2 separate regions of the Mus musculus genome follow, and region 2 is linked to region 1. The links are chromatin contacts, called in public HiChIP or PLAC-seq maps. All regions are on one chromosome and are shown on one strand. Each heading gives the region's core, a stretch centred on a gene start, on an enhancer-like site or on the middle of the called end of the contact. The rest is flanking DNA. Distances are from core to core; before and after follow the strand shown. Region 1 holds the start of 0610010F05Rik (RIKEN cDNA 0610010F05 gene). Region 2 has its middle 12 kb from the start of Gm39612.

Evidence for each region. HiChIP or PLAC-seq counts read pairs in DNA pulled down with a chosen protein or histone mark.
Region 2: an H3K4me3 HiChIP or PLAC-seq map of bone marrow-derived macrophages shows a contact between it and region 1, with 7 times the contacts expected there. The contact joins the enhancer-like site here to the promoter of 0610010F05Rik in region 1. A contact is called at or near these places in 4 of 115 datasets of contacts at active chromatin or transcription factors (the 230-238 cell line, bone marrow-derived macrophages, embryonic stem cells and 1 more) and 2 of 9 other capture datasets (adipose tissue and liver).

What each region holds. Positions count from the first base shown.
Region 1 is chr11:23,631,727-23,635,180 of GRCm38.p6, reverse strand. 0610010F05Rik (RIKEN cDNA 0610010F05 gene) reads left to right here and starts at 1,550. Exons shown (of 22, transcript NM_027860.3): 1 at 1,550-1,688.
Region 2 is chr11:23,828,871-23,832,324 of GRCm38.p6, reverse strand. No RefSeq gene overlaps it. Among named protein-coding and RNA genes, the nearest start is that of Gm39612, 12 kb to the right of the region's middle. Within about 2 kb of position 1,829, at least 5 of the 459 cell types and tissues checked have an H3K27ac peak or open chromatin away from gene starts, as enhancers often do. A contact at or near this core is called in bone marrow-derived macrophages and microglia, where this site is marked.

The sequences.
Region 1 (3,454 bases), core at 301-2,800:
AGAGTAGCCGGGCATGGTGGCGCACACCTTTAATCTCACCACTCGGGAGGCAGAGGCAGGTGGATTTCTGAGTTCGAGGCCAGCCTGGTCTACAGAGTGAGTTCCAGGACAGCCAGGGCTATAAAGAGAAACCCTGTCTCGAAAAACCAAAAAAAAAAAAAAGAAAAGAAAAGAAAAAGTAATTGTATAACCTTCGTAGTGTGCCATGTTGATTAAAGTAGATAACAGATGCATACCTGGCATATATAAATGTTCCATGGATGATAGGCTTCCTTTACTGCATGCATTAATTTGACAAATGAGCCCTTCACAAGTCTGGTTACAAAAACCTGGGCATCACGAAGCATTCATAAAGCAGAAACCGTGGCTTATCTGCTGCCACACTTATCTGACTTGGAGGTCGAAAGCTCTATGTGCAGCCACTGAAGTTCAAGCTGAATGTGAACACATGTTCTCCTGAGAGCAAGACAGGGACCATTCGCTCCCAGCAGGAAGCCTGAGCCTGCGAAATGATCCAAGTGCTTCTCTCACCGTGCTACTCGGAGCTTCGCTGAGGTCTGAGGCCCATTATCAAATGTGGAAGCCTCATTCCTTGGGCATAATTTGGACTCTACCTGCACATTGAGACCACCTCCCCCCAGTGGGAAGGGAGATCTATTTGAGTGGTAGGAGGAAAGCCTTGGCAGATAAGGCGATTGAAGAGAAAACAATAAACAACAACAAAAAACAAACAAACGTTCAACTTCCTCTGGGAAACAAAAAAGAAATGAAGATTTGATCGAAACCATAACATTGAGAGTTACTTATATTCTTTTTGATATACAGCTTACACTGAATACATTGCTCGTTCTCACTGTCTCTGTCTCTGTCTCTGTCTCTCTCTCTCTCTGTCTCTCTCTCTCTCTCTCTCTCTCTCTCTGTCTCTGTCTCTCTCTGCTTGCAAACAGGTTTATTAGTGGACACTGTTTTAGTTTAATCTTGCCAGAACCATGGAGTGATTGCCAACGAAAACTCACATCTGGCCACTAATACATTTCCATCAGTGCTCTAAGACTGAACATCAATCAGCCTTCCAAGTTTAACACTGGAACATTTGCCACACTATATCTGAGAAGTCGCCAGCTTTTCAGTTTACAGTATGTTTCTAAGTCCCAGCCAACGCCCTATCCAATCATATATTTTTTCTGTTGAACCTAAGCAGCTTATAGCAAAATGAGTGACAGGGAAAGATTTATTCTTTTCATTCGAGCTCCCTTTATCTCCCACGTTCAAGATCAAGCGCTGAGGACCTAGTCGCTAAGAGACATGACGCTAAGAGAGTGGGGACGCTGCACTGCGACAGGCCAGAGAGGACGAGCCAGAGAGGGCAGGGTGAAGAGCAGGCTCTGTGCAGCGGTGGGCTGCACTCTGGCACCGCCCGCACCCGCCCACCCGCAGGATCTCGTCGCTCATTGGATGCTCTGCTGCGGCGCTAGCTTGCGATTGGCCCGGGCGCGTCGATCAGGCCCCGCCCCTCGGCGCTCTTGCTGGGCGGCTGGCTAGCGGGCGCAGGCGGGTGCGGCCGCGGCTCGTGAGGCCGCCTCAGCCTGGCGTGTGCGCCGGGTCGCGCCGTTCTGGGCGCGAGCGCGGGCGGTGCTGGCCGCTGCAGGTGACACCGGCGCGGTGAGGGCCGCCGCGGCCCTGTGGAGGTGAGAGAGACGCTGAGAGGCTGGGGCACCCACTCGGAAGCTGGAGTGGGGCGAGGGCCGGGAGCGCCGCTGCCCATCCGGGCGGGCGGACTGGCGGGCGGGCGGGCGGTGCGGGGCCCCGCTGCCCGGAAGCCCGCGGACGCCCGGGCGCTGCCTGCGGCCCCGTCCCGCCGCCGCCCTCGCCTACGCTCTTGGCGACGGAGCCCAGCTTCGGTCGCCGGACTCCGGCCCTCACAGTCCCCGCCAGGCTGCTTTCCGATGCCTTTGTCTGCTCCTCTCCAGCCCGCGCCTCGAGTCGGTGTCCACGCCGCGGAATCCCGGTCCCGAGGACGCGCCGCGCAGGGAGCCTCGGACCCGGGCTTGGAAAGGCTACTTACCCGGGTGGGCAGTGATGTCCGGTCTTTCAGAATCAGAGCCAACCGGCTGGGTCACACGTGTGGATGAGAGTCAGGAAGTCTGTTGTAGATCAGGACTAACAGCCTCCCTCTGCTGTGCCAGAGGCCTTCCACCTGTCCCTGTGACCACCCCCCACCTCCACTCCCTCCTCTGCCTAGGGAAAGATCAAGAGCCCCCTTTTCATTGAAAAATGAAAAGCAGATGCTTGTCCATATGAATAAGCCAAAATAAGGAATAGGTTATGTTCTTTAAAGGTGTAAAATGTTAAAACAATAGAATTTTTATATTTTAGTAAATAATGTTATTTATTTACTAAATATATTATACCTTAAACACTTTTAAAGTATGGTGTCATGCATGAGAGGATAATTTTGAGTTTTAGATATTTTCTTTTGGTCATAGTTTTTTATACGTTTATACCTTTCTCCAGAATGAGATGCATGTGCCAGCTGTTCTAAGACTGTATGTTATTCATACCCTAAAGGAAACATTCTCAGAGATTAGTTTAACTAGAATACACAGTAGTTTTTTTCCCTTGATTGGAAAGATTCAATTGTGTCAACAGAAAAAAAATTCACACCCAAGTTACTTAAATCATCCATTACCACGAATAAATGAGTATTATATTTGAAATATACAAGTTTTTAAGAATTTGATGGAGACATCTTTCTTGTTATTTTAATTAAGTGCTGGGAACTTAGCTCATTTGTGGAGTACACTGCCACCACCACCACCAAAAACAGAAAATAAATTTTAATTAAATATCTGAAAGTTAAAAGTGAAAAAGCAGCACACAAGGGGTCTTTGTCTTGAGTTCTACTTTAAACTGTTTAGTCGCCTTTTCTCCTTTCCAGTGCTGGTTGTCCAACCCAGGGCCTCGCACATCTCCATTCCCATCCTAAACGTCTTCCTAAGGTCCAAACAAATTATAATTAAACACCGCTTTCCAAATCATTTGTCCTCAGGAAAAGGAATGCACACATTACCCATGTAAGCAGAGAACAACATTTTGTTCACTGAAGATTAAGATTCCACATTATTTAATGTGTGTACTTAAATATTCATATAAATTGTAAATCTTCAGCTTGGAGTGGGTTCCAAAAGATACATTGTTTCTTTAAGGCTTTGAGACTTTATTAAGTCAGCAAACATTTTTTGGCACTATCTGTTTTGCTGGGGTTTTTTTTTGTTTGTTTGTTTGTTTTTTTTTGAGGAATCAAAGAGCTGAGTGTGTCTGAACACACTTGAAATCCCTGTGCTCTAAGACGGGAAGATCATGAGTTAGAAGCCAGCCTGGACTACAAAGCCAGACCTACCCCAGGTGGATAAAAATGAAATTCTGTTCTGGGCAGTGCTTTCTAAGGGATTCA
Region 2 (3,454 bases), core at 580-3,079, 200 kb before region 1:
TGCTCTCTTATAGAACCAAAACTACCAGCCCAGAGATGGCACCATCCACAAGGGGACCTCCCCCCTTGATCACTAATTGAGAAAAAATGCCTTGCAGCTGGACATCGTGGAGGCATTTCCCCAATTGAAACTCCTTTCTCTGAGATAACTCCAGCCTGTGTCAAGTTGACACAAAACTAGACAGTACACTGTCCAAATATTTTTTTACCTAGAATGGGTTGAATCCATAGAAAAGGGATTTTAAAAATTCATAGATTTATCCAATCTGGTGTGTGTGTTTGTGTGTGTGTTCTCTAAACAATCAACTCTACTAGTTTTGAGTATAAACATGTTTCCATCCATGTTACCACAAGATGTTTGGAAATGGGCATTTTAACCTAGCCAGTCTCAGCAGATAAGGTAGTATTTTGTTCAACTGGAAAGACAGCAGAAACGTGAACATTTGATTCAGGAAGACTAACACATGGTCTTTCTCAAATTTAAAATTTTTATTCTAGAAAGAATCCATTGTTTCTCATTGATTCAAGATTTCACTGAACTTGGGGAAATCACCCCTGAGAGAATGTCCAGTAATGAGAAGTCACCAGCATGTCCCATGCTTGAGCAAGTTGTCCACACACTTCACCTCTTTGAAGTCTCTACTTGCATATTTTATAGGATCAAGCCCCATTCCACAACACATATACATGTGAGATCTGTCCTTTGCTCTAAGACAGTCTCTGCCTCACATCAGGCTGAGCACCTTTGAATAAGCCATGACTCCCTGGGCCACCTTGAGTAATTTCTCTTATGTCATTAGTGATTGAAAGGAGGACCTTCTAATGTGTAGATTTCCAGAGCTAAGTCATTCCTGATTAAAAAAAAAGGGGGGGGGGTAGTGATTTCCACAAATCTTTACAGGCAAAATAAGACACCAGAGTATATGACTGATTGGTGCCTTTCATATTATCTGTACTCCTTGACGGGACATAGTCTCAATCCTCCAAAAGTTTCCCTCCACATCATCTTGTCAGTCAGTAGTCCCTCAAAGATCATTGCTACCTGCTCCTGCATTTTAATGATTGTCCCTCTGAAAAGAAAAATTCTTTTTTCAAAATCGGATTAATAGAAGATAGCAGGTAGAGGAATAGAAGGTATCCTGTAGTTTGCATTTCCACCCAGACTTCCCATGGAATCTTACAATGGTGCTTCCATCTTATGCTCAGGGGCTGCAGACATTAAGGAGGGGAGATTTTGAAAAGCATAATGGCAGACAATATTATATTTGCTGTGGGTACAGGTTGAGATGGATCTTACTCCATAGTAGCTGAATACTAATTTTCTATTAGATATTTTCTATATTTACATTTCAAATGTTATCCCCTTTCCTAGTTTCCCCTCCAAAAATCCCCAATCCCTTCCCACCTCCCCCTGCTCCACAACCCACCCACGTCCATTCCTGGTCCTGGTATCCCCTATACTGGGGCATAGAGCCTTCACAGGACCAAGGGCCTCTCCTCCCATTGACGAACAACTAGGCTATCCTCTGCTACATGTATGGCTAGAGCCACAAGTTCCTCCATGTGTTTTCTTTGATTGGTAGTATAGTTCTAAGGAGCTCTGGGGGTATTGGTAAGTTCATATTAATGTTCCTCCTATGGGGCTTCAGACCCCTAAAGCTCCCTGGGTACTTTGTCTGGCTCTTTCATTGGGGACCTTATGTTCCATCCAATGGATGACTGTGAGCATCCACTTCTGTATTTGCCAGGCACTGGCAGAGCCTCGCAGGAGACAGCTATTTCAGATTCCAGTCAGCTCTTGTTGGCATCTGGGTTTGGTGGTTGTTTATGGGGTGGATCCCCAAGTAAGTCAATCTCTGGTTGTTCCTTCAAGCTCTGCTTTGAACTTTGTCTCTGTAACTCCTTCCATGGGTATTTTGTTCCCCATTCTAAGGAGGAACGAAGTATCCACACTTTGGTCTTCCTTCTTCTTGAGTTTCATGTGTTTTGCAAATTGTATCTAGGGTATTCTAAGTTTCTGGGCTAATATCAACTCATCAGTGAGTGCGTATCATGTGTGTTCTGTTGTGATTGGGTTACCTCACTCAGGATGATATCCTCCAGATCCATCCATTTGCCTAAGAATTTCATAAATTCATAAATTCATTGGTTTTAATAGCTTAGTAATACTCCATTGTATAAATGTACCACATTTTCTGTATCTATTCTTCTGTTGAGGGACAACTGGGTTCTTTCCAGCTTCTGGCTATTATAAATAAGGCTGCTATGAACATAGTGGAGCATGTGTCTTTGTTACAAGTTGGAACATCTTCTGAGTATATTCCCAGAAGAGGTATTGCTGGATCTTCTGATAGTACTATGTCCAACTTTCTGAGGAACTGCCAGACTGATTTCCAGAGTGGTTGTACCAGCTTGCAATACCAATGAAGGAGTGTTCCTCTTTCTCCTCATCCTCGACAGCATCTGCTGTCACCTGAATTTTTGATCTTAGCCATTCTGACTTGTGTGAGGTGGAATCTCAGATTTGTTTTGATTTGCATTTCCCTGATGATTAAGGATGTTGGACATTTTTTAGGTGCTTCTCAGCCATTTAATATTCCTCAGTTGAGAATTCTTTGTTCAGCTCTATACCCAATTTTTAAAAAGGGTTGTTTAATTTTCTGGAGTCCAGCTTCTTGAGTTCTTTGTATATATTGGATATTAGTCCCCCTATAGGATTTAGGATTGGTAAAGATCCTTTCCCAATCTTTTTGTCTTATTGACAGTGTCTTTTGCCTTACAGAAGCTTTGCAGTTTTATGAGGTCCCATTTGTTGATTCTCGATATTACAGCACAAGCCATTGCTGTTATGTTCAGGAATTTTTCCCCTGTGCCCATATCTTCGAGGCTCTTCCCCACTTTCTCCTCTATAAATTTCAGTGTCTCTGGTTTTATGTGGAGTTTCTTGATCCACTTAGACTTGAGCTTTGTACAAGGAGATAAGAATGGATCAATTCACATTCTTCTACATGATAACCATCAGTTGTACCAGCATCATTTGTTGAAAATGCTGTCTCTTTTCCACTGGATGGTTTTAGCTCCTTTGTCAAAGATCAAGTGACCATAGGTGTGTGTGTTCATTTCCGTGTCTTCAATTCTATTCCATTGAACTGCCTGTCTGTCATTGTACCAGTACCATGCAGTTTTTTGGTTGTTTTTGTTTTTGTTTTATCACAATTGCTCTGTAGTACAGCTTTAGGTCACCGATGGTGATTCCACCAAAGGTTCTTTTATGTTGACAATAGATTTTGCTATCATAGTTTTTTTTGTTATTCCGATGAATTTGCAAATTGCCCTTTCTAACTCTGTGAAGAATTGAGCTTGAATTTAGATAGGGATTGCATTGAATCTGTAGATTGCTTTTGGCAAGAGATTTTTACTATATTAATCCTGCCTATCCATGAGCACGGGAGGTC